2 separate regions of the Muntiacus reevesi genome follow, and region 1 is linked to region 2. The links are chromatin contacts, called in public Hi-C maps. All regions are on one chromosome and are shown on one strand. The core of a region is the stretch at or near the end of the contact, and the rest is flanking DNA. Distances in the headings are between cores, read along the strand shown. Region 1 holds the start of RPL6 (ribosomal protein L6). Region 2 holds the start of NAA25 (N-alpha-acetyltransferase 25, NatB auxiliary subunit).

Region 1 (5,296 bases), core at 2,060-4,559, 230 kb after region 2:
ATCATACTATGCACCTTCAACTCATAAGAGTGATGCATATAAATTATTTCTAAACAAAACTGAAGATGAGGAGAGCTGCAAATTTCTGAGGATATTAAACCCAAGGACTTTCTTACCAGTCACAAGTAGCAAGCCACTGCCCAGCTGCTTCAGGAAAATGACCCTCTGTAAATTAAAAAGAAATGCTACATAGCTCCACAAATAAAAACTGACTTCTGAATTAATCAAATCACAGGCTAATTTCGTTAAAGGAAATTTCTACCTATATATACGTCCAACAGTTCTGGAAGGAATTATACCAAACTACTAACAGAGGTGACTCTAGGATATAAGCAGTAATTTGGTGTGCCCCCCCCCCCCCTTTTTAAATGAGCTGCCACCACCTTTAGCAATAAAAATAAATATCCTTCAACTCTAATTCTATCCCTGCAATTCCATTCTAAGGAAGCAACTCAAACATATTTTTTGAGTACAGGGACACCTGAACCATTTCTAACTAGTATTACCAAAAACAGGAGAAGGCGATCAGTTATTATGTTACAGACTACACACATTATGCTAGGGACTGGTTCGTTGGTCCCGTTACGGAGCACCTCAGCCCTCCCACGGGACCTCCTGCTGCGGACCTAGTTGACACAGGCAACCCTACCGGACGCAGGCACTCTGGCAGCTGCACTCACCTTGCCTCTGTGGCGCCCCGTGAGGATGATGAGAACGGTCCCAGGAGTGATGCTGGCGCGCAGCTTCCTCACATGCTTACTGAACGGTTTCTTGCCGTGACTCAACAGTTTCCGAGGCACATCTTCAGTAGGGTAATACCTAGGCTGGAGAAAGCCCATAGGTCCAACTTATTAAATTAAGTTAATCAAGTCAGTAGAGCTGGTTCTGGGGTCGGTAAAACCTTTGCTACCGTCTTTCAGTTACTTAAAACACTTTATTCACACTATTGCATTTCACTTCTAAGATTTTAAAAGTAGAAAAGGTCAGTGCTGCTTTATTAGCTTTTCATGCAAAAACACAGGGTAGAAACTGAAAGAACTGTGTGTTCAAGCAGAGGGAAAGATCCAGCAAGTCAATTTGGGATCAAACCAAACTTTAGTGTATTACATGGCTTATGCAGTGTCCTGTAGCAGTGATTCTCAAAGCTTTTCTAAGGTTTCTGAGTGCTGAAAACTACACTTCAGAAAACAAAGGCCTGACACATTCTGTATGCTATGAAAAAAGGCTCGTTTCCCAATTAAACAAAATGTGTTCATACACATCACGCTAACATGCATGGCTCTCACATTATTCACAAAGAAAAACAAACTGTATAGAACCAAAGGTATTAGCTTAGATCAAGACTGCCAGTTCATTTATTATAAAAATAAGACCCCACAGACGCTTTCACTATGACAAGTAACTCACAATAGTCTACTTCTAACTGTCATGTTAGTGGACACTTTTTTGCTTTTACCACAAACATGAATGGCCAACAGAAAAATCAGCTCACAAAATCTTTGATAAGAAGAAATCAAAGTGCCATTCTTGCTCTTGTGCAGTAATATTCAACTGTGCAGCCGTGTAATACATCTGGCAACAGTTCCATAATGGAAGTTAGAGCAAACCTTTCTTTTTCACAAAGAAAATGTTGGATCTTGTACATGGTATAAGGAGGGGCCAAGAAACACAGCTTTAGCTTTAGTGGACAAATGTTCTATAGGTCTGGCCGCATTTTTAGACTCTGCAGGGTAAATTTCACAACCCCAAGAGGCGAAACTTTATTCCAGTTTTATAAGAAACAAAAGCACAGAAAAGTAACTCTACAGAAGAACAGTAAGTAATGAAGCCAAATCATAAACCGAAAACTCAGTATCCTCCATTAGTAATTCTCTGGTAAACACAAACTTCCAGAACCTTGAGCACACACAAAAATCCTCACAGGATACAACTCAGCACGCAACTTAAGATCTCCTCCAAATCTTACCATTTTGCGAAGTTTGACCACTCGGGTACCACCATTCTTGTCACCACCAACTGGTTTTGTGACAGTAGCAAGAACCCGAACCTTCTTTTTCTTTTCGACCTGTGAGGAGACAAACACTTCCCTAAGTCAGAGGCAGACAAACATTTTAAGCTTAAGAGAATGCCCACTGAGTTCCTCGCATCCCTTACCTTGGATTTAGCTGCTGAATACTTTCTCTTGTACAGGGCCTTTCTGGAGTACATGGCTGATCGGGAATATCTGCCAATTCCTCTGACCAGGACAGGGTTTCGGCTGCAGTGGGGCTTCCCCTTCTTAACTTTCTTCACCACTTTCACCTTTTTAGCCTTTTTGACAGCATCAGCCTTCTTGGCTTCAGATTTTTTCTCCTTAGTATCTGGCTTCTCAGCCTTTTCACCCGCCATCTACCAACACGTGTATTTAAAAAAAAAAAAAAAAAAGGCATTTCACCAGTTATCCTATAGCTATACACTGACAGCCTCCCAAACTACAAGTTCTCATCCTCCAAGTAGCTATAACGTCCTTTTCATTCTTCCCACTATAAGATATAGGCCTTCTTCCAAATCCCCCCACCTTTGCAACAACATCCATAATGGTTTAATTTTTAGGTTGTCTCCCCCAATACACTATAAGCTGTTCGACGAGCCGAAGGCACGTCACGCCCGTTAAGTGTTCGCCGCATATTTTGATGTCACAGGTCCTTATTCCATTATTTCTATCTTGCAAATTAAAAATTCTAGGCACAGGCCAAAACAATTTGCAAAGCCAGGAAGCAGCGAGACTGCAACTTGAAGTTGCTCGCTTTCAGGACTTTTGTTCTCCCCAGACTGCCTCACTCAAGAAATTTGGTTTAGGAGGCGAAGACAAACACACTAAGTCCAAACTAAGCCCAGAGAGAAAAAAAACCGCAAAGCCCCGGAGCCGACTTCCGGCCCGCGGACTGGGCAAGAGGAGAAAGCAGCATTTGGTCTTAGCCTTAAATCCACAACGTGGCAGAGACAAACTAGGTCGCGTATTCTAGAACCCAGATTCCGGATTCAGGAGCGCGCGCCGCCGCCCTAGTCCCTACGGCCCCACTAGTCGGCTACGAATCCCTGGAAGGGCCCTATTTCCCCAGTCCAGGAGGGTGGCGAGCAATCCGAGCCTCTACAACCTTCCACCTCACTCTCTTCGTGCCCTACCGTAAACCCAAGAGAGAGAAATGAAGCGTCCGGGAGGCCTCTCAGTACGCCCCGAGCGTGCCTGACCCCTGCAGATGTCGACTTGATACCCTCTCAGCTAAGATGGCGAAGGATTGGGATCTTGAAATCTAGTCCTGCAAAGAGATACCGCCATTCTTACCTTGCAAGATGGGAAAAAGAACTAAGGTCCTGGCTTCCGGTCTATAAGGAATCACGGGAAGGGTCGAGTCTCACTTCCTTCCGGATCTGAGGCATTGTGGGAAATGTAGTTCAGCCTCGTTGGTACTGCCTACAGAACTAATTTTCTCAGGTGGCGAAAGTGAAGACCATGTTTTCTGGAAATGCTTCATTTTGTAGACGAGTAGAATTCTCAGAGTACTTTTGGGAACCGTCCTAAAGTTGAAACTTTTTATTTTGCCTACCAAAAACATTAGAAAGCAGTACCATTTTAAATATTAAGAAAGTATAGATGAATGGGTATATCTTTCCTTTCGTCCTTTGTTTTCCGCTCTCTTCTTTTCACAGCTATTTGTAAGACCTCCTCAGACAGCCATTTTGCTTTTTTGCATTTATTTTTTGGGGGGACGGTCTGCATTGGAGAAGGAAATGGCAACTCGCTCCATTGTTCTTGCCTGGAGAATCCCAGGAACAGGGGAGCCTGGTGGGCTGCCATCTATGGGGTCACATTGAGTTGGACACGACTGAAGTGACTTAGCAGCAGCAGCAGCTTGATTCCTGTCTCCTGTATGATGTCACGAACCTCCGTCCATAGTGCATCAGGCACTCTGTCTATCAGATCTAGTCCCTTAAATCTATTTCTCACTTCCACTGTAAGTCATAAGGGATTTGATTTAGGTCATACCCTGAATGGTCTAGTGGCTTCCTCCACTTTCTTCAGTTTAAGTGTGAATTTGGCAACAAGGAGTTCATGATCTGAGCCACAGTCAGCTCCCGGTCTTGTTTTTTGCTGACTGTATAGAGTTTCTCCAACTTTGGCTGCAAAGAATATAATCAATCTGATTTTGGTGTCAACCATCTGGTGATGTCCATGTGTAGGGTCTTCTCTTGTGTTGTTGAAAGAGGGTATTTGCTATGACCAGTGCATTCTCTTGGCAGAACTCTAGTAGCCTTTGCCCTGCTTCATTCTGTACTCCAAGCCCAAATTTGCCTGTTACTCCAGGTGTTTCTTGACTTCCTAATGTTGCATTCCAGTCCCCTATAATGAAAAGGACAGCTTTTTGGGTTGTTAGTTCTAGAAAGTCTTGTAGGTCTTCATAGAATCATTCAACTTCAGCTTCTTCAGCGTTACTGGTCAGGGCATAGACTTGGATTACCATGATATTGAATGGTTTGCCTTGAAAACGAACAGAGATCATTTTGTCGTTTTTGAGACTGCATCCAAGTACTGCATTTTGGACTCTTTTGTTGACTATGATGGCTACTCCATTTCTTCTAAGGGATTCCTGCCCACAGTAGTAGATATAATGGTCATCTGAGTTAAATTCACCCATTCCAGTTTATCTTAGTTCGCTGATTCCTAGAATGTCAACGTTCACTCTTGCCATCTCCTGTTTGACCACTTCCAATTTGCCTTGATTCATGAACCTAAGATTCCAGGTTCCTATGCAATATTGCTCTTTACAGCATCGAACCTTACTTCTATCACCAGTCCCATCCACAACTGGGTCTTGTTTTTGCTTTGACCCCATCCCTTCATTCTTTCTGGAGTTATTTCTCCACTGATCTCCAGTAGCATATTGGGCACCTACCGACCTGGGGAGTTCATCTTTCAGTGTCCTATCTTTTTGCCTTTTCATACTGTTCATGGGGTTCTCAAGGCAAGAATACTGAAGTAGTTTGCCATTCCCTTCTCCAGTGGGCCACATTCTGTCAGACCTCTCCACCATGATCCGTCTGTCTTGGGTGGCCCCACACGGCATGGCTTAGTTTCACTGAGTTAGACAAGACTGTGGTCCGTTTGATCAGATTGGCTAGTTGTCTGTGATTGTGGTTTCAGTCTGTCTGCCCTCTGATGCCCTCTATCAGCACCTACCATCTTACTTGGGTTTCTCTTACCTTGGACGTGGGGTATCTCTTCATGGCTACTCCAGCAAAGCGCAACTGCTACTCC
Region 2 (5,475 bases), core at 110-2,609:
GAAGGGGATTGGGAAAACCCACCCACGCCAGAAGAAAATGTGAAGATCAAATAATAATAAATATAAAAGGCGAAGGAGAGTGACTGACATAATTAGCAGACTATCCACATTATTACTATTGCTGTTAATAATAATAATTATTATTATTGTCATCAACAAGGCTATTGCTAGAATCAAACAAGACTTGAGAGCAAAACATCATACAAAGTACAAAAAGCACTACCAGTTGTACCAGAAACATAAAGTTACCCCCATCCAAAAAAGTTAAATCACCTCGGCCTTGAGGAGAAGCCTCCATTTAAGTAACATCTACCCTATAAACACGAGGCCTCCTTTTGCAAAAACCACTGACCTTGAAGCCTTCCTCACTATGAACTAGACCAAGACCACACAAGCATCTAAGGGGAAAGGAAACACAAACGGGACCACTTTCCAATTACAGAACGTCTCGATTACTGAAGAGGTTTTTCTCCCTTACTCAAATACGTGATTTTTCGCAACTGGAAGAGCAGAATGCCATCAAGGTCTTAAAGCCTGAGCGTTGAGGTAAGCGTTCTGAAAGGGGATCCACTTAGCACGCGGAAGGCAGACTGCAAAGGAAAAACCAGAGAAGCTACAAGAAGGAAGAGCGCTCCCTGAATGCCCCCCGACACCAGCTATTGCGGTCGCTTCACCGCTATTTTGGGCCCAAGACCCCCCCGCCCCGCCGCCCCCGCTTCCCACGTGTGCCCAGAGCAGCTGTTCCTCCACCAAAGGGCTCTGTATTGGGAGCCTCAAATCCGGGCCTGCTCCTCACTCGATACGGGTTGACCTTGCGTCAGCCCCTTCCCCTCCCAGGACCTCTGTTTCTCCCTGAGCGCCAAGCAGTTAGTCAGACAACACTTTAGGCCCCGCTCCCACAAGTAAAAAGTCTTCAGTGAGGAATTTTTCCTCACGCAGGGGTGTCCCACCCTCATGCCGGAGCCAGCTTCCACCTGCGGACAGACAACGCAGCCTGCGGGTAGCGCAGGTCCCGGCGAGAGTAGTGTCTCACAGGGCCTGCCTGTCAGGCCGGCTCTGCCGACCTGCGGCCACCGTGGACGCGCCGCTACCAACTCAGAGCTCGGGAAAGCCAGGCCGGCGCTTACGCGAGGCCCGTGGCTGCGGCCTAGAGGCCCGCGCGGCCCGCCCCCTGTGCCCGCCGGCTCGGCTCCTGGCCCCTCAGCGCCCCTCCCGGGCCTTCGTCCCGGCTTCGGAAGCCCTCGGCGCATTCGGCTGGCGACCAGACTGGCCCCAGGCACTCACCGTAAATGGGTCGGAGGCGCCTATCGTTAGGGTCCTGCACATGGCCCCGCGTCGCCATGATGACAAGCGCAGAACCGCAGTGCGCACGCGCGGGGCAGGCCCCCGGGAAGGGGCTGTTAAAGGGCCAGCGCCGATCTCGCTCTTCTATCGCGATGGTCGCGGAGTTGCGACAGAACGCGCCGGCGCGGAAAACACAGACACCCAAACCGCATCCCCGACGCACCTCCCCGCCCCCTCCCCCCCAGGTGTGTCACTTCAGTGTCTCATTTTCCTCCCTTCTGCTGGTGGAGTCGGCCTAGCTGTTAGAAGCGGCCGTTACTATTAACATCGCTTCCGAGTCGCTTAGTGGAGAGCGAGGAAAGCGAGGGGAGGCGGGGAGTGAAGAAACTTGGTTAAAGATTGGGCTCGGCTGCTCCTGCTCATCATGTTTCTCCTCTGTGCTGAAGGACCAGTTAGACTTGTCTTTGATTCACTGCTGAGGAACCGGGAACTCTTGTGGGAGGGTGACCCCGGGGACAGTAGGGGAAGAGGGGTGCTGAGCGACAAGGAGAAACGTGCCAGAAAAGCTCGAGGTCCCTTCACCCCTTCCTCGGTGCTCAGCCTGTTAAGAAGCACCCTAGAGATCAAAGTTAACATTACTAGTTTGAGGTGATGAAAAAGGAACTTCCCTTCTGTAGTAGTTTTTTCTGGAAGACCCATAAACTCAGACTAGTTACAAAGAAAACATCAAACAAATCGCACTGAGTGACATTCTACAAAATGCCTGAACGGTTGGCTTCAGGACTGTCAAGGTCATGAAAAATAAGGCAACATTGAGAAGCTGTTACAGACCAGCAATGCCTAAGGAGACACGAGGACCAAACATAATGTGATATCTTCCTTGGGATCCTGGAACAGACAAAGGGCATCAGGGGAAAAAGCTGAAATTCAAATAAAGTCTTGCTGCTGCTAAGTCACGTCAGTCGTGTCCAACTCTGTGCAACCCCATTGACGGCAGCACGCCAGGCTCCCCCGTCCCTGGGATTCTCCAGGCAAGAACACTGGAGTGAGTTGCCATTTCCTTCTCCACAAATAAAGTCTAGAGTTCAGCTAATAGTATTGTGCTAATGTTGGTTTCTCATTTTGATGAATGCACCATGATAATGTAAGATGTTAACTGGTTGAGGGGTATATGAAAACTTAATCCTCTTTTCACCCTCTCTGAAGTCTAAAATTATTCCAAAATAAAAGATTTTAGAATGCTTTTATTGTTTGTTTTTTAAAATTTTTGGCCGCACCCTGCAGTACATGGGATTTTATTTTTCCAACGAGGGATCGAACCCCCTGCAGTAAAAGCATAGTCTTAACCTCTGGACCACCGGGAAAGCCCCTAAATGCACTTGGTGGGGGGGATGACTACTTCTTAAAAACCAAATGCACTAGAAACTCCCATCCCAATTCTGTCCTGAGTTCTAGCTGAAAGAGAAAATTCCAGAAGCAATTACACAGAAAAATTCTTATTGAGAATGGGAATGGTTGGGGAGAGGGAGTCCCTCAAATGAAGATATGATCTGTGATCCTCATAGAAAATAGTTCCTAAAGCTGAGGAGATTTTAAAATATGCTAGATGGGGACCTCCCTGGCCGTTCCACTCCAGAGGACACGGGTTTGAGCATCACCTGGGAACTTACAAACCTTATTAGGCACTGCCCCAGACATACTGGATCAAATGCTCTGGGAGTAGGGTCGGCAATTTGTGTCTTTACAAATCCTCTTGTGATTTGGATTCAGACAAAAGTTTCATCCTGTTTTAGGTCAGAAGTGGGCAAATTATGACCCTTAGGCCAAATTTACCTTACTACTGTTTTTGTACAGTTTGTGAGCCAAGAATGATTTTCACATTTTTAAATGGTTGGGAAAAAATAATCAAAAGAAGAATAATATTTCACAATGTGAAAGTTATATAAAGTTCAAAGGTCAGTGTCCATAAGTAAAATTTTATTGAACACAACTATTCATTTGTCTGTGGTTGCTTTTGTGCTACAACAGCAGAATTGAGTAGTTGCAACAGAGACCTTGTGGCCCAGAAGGTTAAAATATTTACTATCTGAACCTTTACAGAAAACATTTGCCAATCCCTATTCTGGAATACTCTCAGGATAAATGAATAAACAGAAACCTCCAGGGTAGAGTTGTCAGGTCAAATATGGTACAATATTTGGGGCATACTTACACTAAAATGATACTCACTGTTTATCTGAAATTTACATTTAACCAGGTGACCTGGATTTTTAAATTGAGATGTACTTGATTTACAACATTGGATTAGCTTCAGGTGCACAGGGGTTCTGCATATTTATTTGCTAAACCCTATCCCAGGGAGAATGCCACGCTTCCAAAATCATGCTAACCAACAGGAATGAAGGTCAGGAGCCTCCAGTAAGCTGATCCCAGGCTTGCTCTTAGGTGCTACGGCCACATAGGACTGGGCTGGACTTGGACTTGGAAAGGGGAGAGAAGGGAGGAGACCTGGGGTTCATCTATAACACAAATGGGAGAGCTGGTGTTACCCGAGTTTCAAGAACTTCCCAGAATGGAAAAGTGCGGCACCTTCAAAGGGGCACATAGGCGGCTCCTGACCAGGACTGTGGTTCCTCAGCTATGTTCTTAGATTCCTTTGTTGACCTGGCCCAAGAGCAATGCTGATGCTCAGCACCCTGCTACCTGAACTTGGCAGGGCTGGAGTCTTATGGACCCACCTAAGAGAGGCCTGTAGATCCTTAAGTTACCATGCTGGGTAGACTATGTCTCCCTCCATCCTGAAAGCCTGTTTGACATACAAGCAGGATGAATTAGCCTTTTTCTTTTCTTTTTCTCACTCCTTGTCCTCAAAAGCCTAAGACTGAAGCAGTCACCTGGCTCTAGGCCTGTCCTTACCTGCTCCCTGAGCGGCAACTTTCACACCCTTTGGCCTGAATCATTTCAGGTAACAGACGAGATGTCCCCCAAAGGAGCCAAGAGCCTATCCTTCTCTCTGTACCTTAGAGCTGATGTTATGGGAAAATACTTGGTATACAACAGATGTTCATTCAATGGTGGTTTCCATTATATTGACTTAGAAGAGGGGGCTAAGCCCTTCATTCTTGTCCTATTTGGTGGCAGATTTGATCTGGTAGGAAACCCTCTTGCTCAAGAGCCATGAGGCATGCCAGTGCATCGTGTTGGTAGCGGGGGACACAGGGCAGGGCTCTGCATCACTTGGATATAGTGGTTATGGGTATCTCCACTGGATAACTTCTAATTTCCTTTTGCTTTTCTTTTCCACCTTGATTCAATGCCTAATCCTTATCCTCCACAGAATAAACAGAACAGTGACACAGTTCATATTTTCCATGGATTTCTTGACCTTTTAAAAATGTATTTTTTTTTTTTTTTTTTTTGGCTGCACTGGGTCTTCGTCGCTGTGCTAGGTCATCCTCTGGTTGTGGGAAGTGGGAGCCACTCTCAAGCTGCAATGCGAGGGCTTCTCATCGCAGTGACTTCTCTTGTGGAGCACAAGCTCTAGGTGCATGGGCTTAAGTAACTGCGGCTCACTGGCTCCGTAGTTGTGGCACACGAGTAACATCTGGGAACTTCCTGCAATGCTTAGTATAAAGAAGGACAAAAGCACCAAGTAGGCACAGAATTAAAGGTAGACAGAGATCAAGGCAGAAAAACACAGAACCAAGAGTAAAGTAACTAGGGGGTAACTAGGGTTATGGTCTTGTTTTGGGGGTAACTAGGGTTATGGTTACCCTAGTTATGGTCTTGTTTTGGCCAATAATTCAAGATACACTCCTGGGCCTCATTTTTCCCAACACAGAAAGAGAGAATGGATCTCAGGGCCCCTTTCAGCTTTCGGTCCCAGCGGGGCAGCCTTTGTTCACTCTAGCACTTCCAATTCTGTCCACCAGGTGGCATATGAATGCTAAATTGCCCAGGCCTCTTTCAAATTAGAAGGGATAGGTCTCATTCTAACTGTTCTTTAAAAAATAAAACAGAGGACATTGCCTGGTGGTCCAGTGATGAAGATTGTGCATTCCCAATTTCCAGGAGATGTGAGTTCAATCCCTCATTGTGTAAGTAAGAGCCCACATGCAGCCCAGTTATCTTTGTAAACTTTTATTTTTCCCTCTTTTTTGCCCACAAGGCTTGTGGGATCTTAGTTCCCCG

Evidence for each region. Hi-C and Micro-C count contacts between places; a contact is called where the count stands out from the background.
Region 1: a Hi-C map of blood shows a contact between it and region 2, with 4 times the contacts expected there. The contact joins the promoter of RPL6 here to the promoter of NAA25 in region 2. A contact is called at or near these places in 2 of 3 Hi-C or Micro-C datasets (blood and muscle).

Annotation. Positions count from the first base shown.
Region 1 is chr13:11,685,846-11,691,141 of mMunRee1.1, forward strand. It overlaps RPL6 (ribosomal protein L6), which reads right to left and starts at 3,310. Exons shown (of 7, transcript XM_065904614.1): 1 at 3,166-3,310; 2 at 2,155-2,388; 3 at 1,967-2,065; 4 at 681-824; 5 at 117-165. The coding sequence starts at 2,388.
Region 2 is chr13:11,458,823-11,464,297 of mMunRee1.1, forward strand. It overlaps NAA25 (N-alpha-acetyltransferase 25, NatB auxiliary subunit), which reads right to left and starts at 1,360. Exons shown (of 24, transcript XM_065904200.1): 1 at 1,285-1,360. The coding sequence starts at 1,342.